2 separate regions of the Columba livia genome follow, and region 1 is linked to region 2. The links are chromatin contacts, called in public Hi-C maps. All regions are on one chromosome and are shown on one strand. The core of a region is the stretch at or near the end of the contact, and the rest is flanking DNA. Distances in the headings are between cores, read along the strand shown.

What was found. Hi-C and Micro-C count contacts between places; a contact is called where the count stands out from the background.
Region 1: a Hi-C map of liver shows a contact between it and region 2, with 2.4 times the contacts expected there. The contact joins the enhancer-like site here to the promoter of ARID5B in region 2. A contact is called at or near these places in 2 of 2 Hi-C or Micro-C datasets (crop and liver).

Annotation. Positions count from the first base shown.
Region 1 is chr6:32,573,148-32,575,941 of bColLiv1.pat.W.v2, forward strand. The region is part of intron 4 of ARID5B (AT-rich interaction domain 5B); the gene reads left to right. The region is part of intron 1 of LOC135579839 (a long non-coding RNA gene); the gene reads right to left. Among named protein-coding and RNA genes, the nearest start is that of ARID5B, 63 kb to the left of the region's middle. Within about 2 kb of position 1,519, at least 1 of the 3 cell types and tissues checked has an H3K27ac peak away from gene starts, as active enhancers do.
Region 2 is chr6:32,510,185-32,513,130 of bColLiv1.pat.W.v2, forward strand. ARID5B (AT-rich interaction domain 5B) reads left to right here and starts at 1,299. Exons shown (of 10, transcript XM_065068592.1): 1 at 1,299-1,450; 2 at 1,647-1,907. The coding sequence starts at 1,430.

The DNA of each region.
Region 1 (2,794 bases), core at 269-2,768, 63 kb after region 2:
TTTCACCAATAATTGTAATGCTGCATTCTGTGCAAAGTGTGACATTTTAATTCTTGTTGAACAATTTCCTACCTCTGCTCTGTGTTTTCATGGCAGGGTATTATTTTGCAATCAAGATAAAAGCATTATTTATTAAAGTTCTAAAATATTACATTACTGGAAGTTTTAAGCTGAAGATCAATCTCCTGTTTCATAAAAGCATTTCATTGATTTTTTTTTTTTTTTTTTTAATTGGTCTTTGAATTTAAACTTAGGTTCCACATTATGGATTGTGTATGATTCCAGAAGCAGAGGGATGTTTTAGTGGAGACTCGGTGCTGTTTTGAGGGAAGCTGTACCTGTCACAGAGCTGTGGGAAAGGCTTGCCTTTGGCATATGCCCCTTTGGGACTGTCAGATCCCAGCCTGCTGCATGTTTGGCACAGGGAGCCCATTGACTTGGGCTGTGGGAAACCTACATTCAGCACTATCTATCGGTCCTTGTGTCTCTTTCTGTGCCTCCAAAGGAACTTCTGTTAGAGACTTTTCGTCTTTGGGAGTCAAATAAGAACTGCTCCGTGCTTTCAGAGGTGCAGGACGGCCTTTCCGCAGTGAGGGGGTGCTCAGTAGCCTCTGGCTGCAGTAGCCCAGGTGTCACCCTGTGAAAGAGTGACACTTGCACCTGGATTTGTGGTGCTGGATTTGTTTACTTTCTGTGTGTAACCTAAACAGCGCAGAGGTCTGGCTTCCCCCACTGCCCCATGCTCCAGTCCTCCTGTTCCTCAGTTCCCCGTGCCAGGCACTTGCCGTTTCCCCCCCTTCTCTGCACGGTCCCGGCCACATCCCCATCCTGGTCCCTCTTTGTTACACTAGGATAATGCCATTTTTCTGGTGGCAGCCCGTGATGGTTCATCCATGCCATTGCAGATGTGAGACCAAAGCCTACCTGTTATTCCCTCTTACAGAGAGCAAATTCATTTTTCCATCCCTAGTAGTCCTAACATAGAACAAGTCTTGCATTTCTGTTCCAGCTAACAGGGGCTTCATTTGCACGTTCTGTGTCATCTGCCGAGTCTGACCTTGTGCAGACTCTTTCTTTGCCAACCAGCGAGGGAAGGCAATTGAGAAGGGGACATCGCTACCACCCCCTGCTGAGGTCAGGAGTGGCTGTGGCCAGGATTTGACTTCCCAAGAAAGGAAGATTTTCTCATTTGCCACTAAAGAGAAGGAAAGGGCAGGGTGGGAGGAGCATAATAGGCTCAAAACTCAATAAAAATAGCAAAGGAAACAAACAGTTTGTGCCTAATTTGAAACCAGCTGATCTCCATGGTGATTGCAACAAATCTGTGCTACGTTTGACTGTTTAGTGAGACAAAGGTTAGAAATAGGAGTTCACCCGCCATGCTGGACTGTTTGAATGAACAGGAGTGGGAGGGTTGGGACCTTTGCGGTCATTGAGTGACCATGTGAAGGTGCTGGGGGGAGTTCGGGGGATGACAGAATTGAAACTCCAAAGGATTTGTGCGTCTTCCTTCCTCATGCATCTTAAGAAAAATCAGCCTTTATACATTTCCTGGAATTTTTGTTTTCAACAGTGCAGTTCTGTGGAAAGAAGAGTCTGTAGGGCTGTGGCTTCAGACAAAAATAGCATGGTAGAAGACCAGCAGAAATCACGCAGTAAGCTTGAAACCTTAGATAAATAATAGGACTAATATACTTGCCACAGTAAATAATAGGACTATAACTCCCCTAAAGCTCTTGATTGACATTGTCTCAAAGTAATTCCTTATGTGAAACAGAAGCCTGAGATAAAATTTCAGCCTTAATTTACAGATATTTGAGACGGAGGGAGAAGGGAGTGCATTAATCCTTACCAGAGAAGAAATTCCTGTTCATGTTAGTCTGAAATACTGTCATGTGATGAGTCAGAAAGTTTTTATTGTGCACGTCTTCGGAGGTCAGGGCCGCTGAGCTTTGGCATGCGGACTGAGCAGACAGCGCTTGCAAACCAACACATCCCCTTTTGCTGAGGCCACAGGCATGGAAAGCTTCCTACTTGCCATAGGTGTGCGTGAGTTTCTTTTTTTTTAAATGTAAATTTTAGAGGGGACAAGATTATACTTTTGAAATCCTTAGTCATAATGAAAAGATCTCCAGAGGCAGCTGATGAAGACATTCAGAGTGTCTGTTACACTGCATCAAGATTTAGAGTTTCTTGAGTAAATATTGACCAATTTGACCTTTGCTTTTCCTCAGTCAATATTTATCTCTTGGGAAAATTAATCTTCATATTCACCTTAGCTGAAGTCCAAGTCTACTTAATAGTGTACTTGGAAGTCCAGGAGAGGTGCTGATTTGTCTCGTTGTTATTTTTATTTGTTTAAAATTAGATATACAGAAGGTTTGGCCACTTTGTCAGATTTCCTAAACAACGCAGTGTCAGGTCATGGCTGGTGGGAAGGCTTCTAGGAAAAACCTAGATCTGACGGCAGGCAGAGTGGGCGAATCTGGGAGTGGAGCAATCCCTTTATTGGAAATGGGGATGAGGATTCCCGTACAGTGTGAAAACCCGTCCAGATGCTGTCAGAAGAAGGGGACTGATCAGGATTAGCTAATAAAATTCTTGCTGTGTATTTGATGAGGCAGAAAAAGGTGGGTTTTGAGCTTTCTGAACCTCACACAGTCTTCCAGCAACCTAATCCTGCAGAGCACAGCATCAGGTATTGTGCAGACCCGAAGAAAGGCCCAGCCCAAGAGACTGGTCTGCAGGCAAGGGGACAGTGGCTTGCCAGGCGAGCAGGTGGGTCCCAACACAG
Region 2 (2,946 bases), core at 49-2,548:
AGGGAGGAGGCAGGACTCCGCGGAGCCGCTTCTCACCGCTCCCTCCACCACCCCACGGAGCCGCAGTTGGCTGCGCTGGCGCGCAGCGAGGCAGCATCCAGGAATAAGGGTGGAAGGGACAGAACCCCACCGAAGTGACCGGCCCGTCACTGCCCGGGGTTGGGTGGGGGCTCTGCGGGAGCGGAGGGCCGCGCTCCGCCGCCGGCCGCAGCAACATCTACCTGCGGGGCTGCAGCTCATGGGGCCCCGATGGAAACTTTCCGCGCCCGGCGCCGCGGGCGGCCCTTCCGCGGGTGCGATGCCGGGAGAAGGGACCCCTTGCCCCGCGGAGCCGGCAGTCTTCACTCCCCTCCCTCGCCGGGGCTGTCCGCGGCGGCGCACAAATCTGCCCGCGTTAGCGCGGGGTCGCGGAGGCTCCGCGGGATGCGCAGAGCCCGCGGCTGTCCCCGACGCTTGGTGCCGACGTGGGGGTGACGGGCGGGGCTCAGGTGAGAGGCCTCCCTGGTCCGCAGGGCGCGTAGCCGCCCTGTCCACCATCCCGCGCCTCTCCGCGGCAGCGGCTCCGGCAGCGCCCGGCGGATCAGTAGTGCCGGCACGTCCCGCTGCGCGCTCCGCGGGCGCGCAGGGAGCGCGCTCCTCTCCGCCGCCGCGGGACGCGCCTCCCCGCGCCCCCTCCCTGGTTTCGTTGTTTTCTCTCGCCGAGCCGCGTCTCTCCGCGCAGCGCAGCGGCGCATGAATATTGATGTGTTTATATAATCGATAACCCACTTTCTTCCTTTCCCGGAGAAAAACGATAAATAAATTAAGGACGAGCCGCCCGCCCTCCAAGGGCCGCCAGGGCGCCCGGCCGGGCCTGCCGGCAGGGAGGGGGCGGCCGGGCAGCCCCGCTCCCCGCTCCGCTCCGCAGGGCCCGGCGGTGGGAACGCGGCGGCCCCGCCGGGCGCGCGCGGGGACGAGCAGCGCCCCTCGCGCCGCAGGAAATGGTCTTTATATTAGACATATACAGGCAGGTCCTGTCAGATCCGCAGCGCGCCCGCACGCCCTTTCGGCCCCCCAAAAATCGCCGGGCGCCGCGAGGGCCCTCGTCGCCGGCCCGCCGCCCCCGTGTCTCCCCCCGGGAGCTCGCCACCGCCCCGCGGCATTTTTAGCGGGCCGGGGCGGGCGTCTGGGGGCCGGCCGGCATCGGGCGGCGGCGGCGGCGGGGCGCGGCGGGGCGCCGGCGGGGCGGCGGAGCGGGGGGCGGGCGGCGGGGGGGGGCGTCGCCGTGCGCTGCGGGGCGGGGGCCGGTGGCGGCGGCGGGGCGGCGCGGGGGTGGCGGCGGCGGGGGGCGGCGGGCGGCGGGGCCGGCTTTGCCCTGCCAGGACCTGCCGGGCTCCATTCACGCCAACAAGTTTGGGAGAATGTTGAGTTCAATCACGCCGGAGCCGCGATGGAGCGCAGCGCACTGCAGGTACCGCGCCGCCCCGCGCCGCCCCGCCCCGCCGCCGCGGAGCCTCCGCGCCGCTGCGCGCCCCCTCCCCTTCCCACCGCCCTCCCGCCCTGCCCTCCTTCCCTCCCTCCGCCCGCCCTCCCTCCTCCTGCGCGGCGCTGCGCGGCGCGGCGCGGAGCCGGCGCTGATGCCGCTGCCGTGTTGTTGTTCCCCGCAGTGGGTCGGCGCCCCGTGCGGCTCGCACGGCCCCTACGTCTTCTACAGGGCGTTCCGCTTCCAGCGCCGCGGCGGCGGCCGGGCGCGGGTCCTCTCCCTCGGCGACTTCTTCTTCGTGCGGTGCCGCGCGGAGGAGCCCGCCTGCATCGCGGAGCTGCAGCTGCTCTGGGAGGAGCGCACCAGCCGGCAACTTCTCTCCAGCGCCAAACTTTATTTTCTCCCCGAGGACACCCCCCAGGGCAGGACCAGTGACCATGGCGAGGTGGTAAACGCAGCGCCGGCCCCCTCCTCTCGCGCCCGTCCCCACCTGCATGCCCGGGCTCGGCTACCCCCCCGCTTCCCCCACCCGCGTCCCTCTCCTCGCGGTGCGTGGCGGGGCAGCGCGGAGGGGCCGCGCCGTCGGGGCGCTCCGGTGCGCGCTGCCCGGGAACTTGTGCGGGCGGGAGCTGGGGGGGGGAGTCAGGGTGCGGGGCGCCCCCGGCCCGGCGGGCAGCGGAGTGCGTGCGGGGATCGCCCTGCCCTTCTCCGGCTTCGTTAACGAACAAAAAACCCAAAACAAACAGAAAAGAGGGGAAAAAATGTTGGGGGGGATTTCGATATTGTTCGGGGCTTTTTTGTAGTATTCGATATGTTTAAGAGGGCGGAAATTACGAAATGGAGGCTGAGGGAGATCAAAAGCTATTGAGCTGGCAGGGACGTGTTGAATAAAGTGATAAATGACAGGTACGGGAATAATACATTCAAATAACTTGCAGATATGCCTGGGCGTATTTCGGAGCCGCCGCGCGGCCGGCGCAAACACGCTGCGCGCCGGCACCCCCCGCCGGCGGCCGCGCAGCCCCGCGCCGGCTCCGCGCCCGCCCCGCGCCGCCCGGGATGGGGCCGCGCAGGTTGCGCCCCCGCTCCCCGCCCCGGGCCGCTGCCCCCGCCCCCATCCCCGCTCCCTCCCGTTATTTGCTTTTCAAATTTATTGCTTCAGCACGGTCCGTGATCTGGGGAGGGGGAAGGATGAGGTACCCAGAAAGGGCTGCGGGGATGGAGAGGGTCCCCGAGAGGGGCTGAAAACGGGGCGGACGAGATGTTTTAGGGGAACTTCTGTTGAAGATACCGGGGGGGGGTATAGGTACAAGGAGGGGCGGCTGTCCGCAGGGGCTGTTTTCAGAGGCACGCGTGGCTATAGGTGCCGATGTGGTCGTGTACCCATATCCATACGTACGCAGTCGAAACGCGTTTCAGAGCCGCCTTCGCTCACTGCCACCTCTTCACTTTAATTTTCTGTGCGTGCCACTGAGATAAGGGAG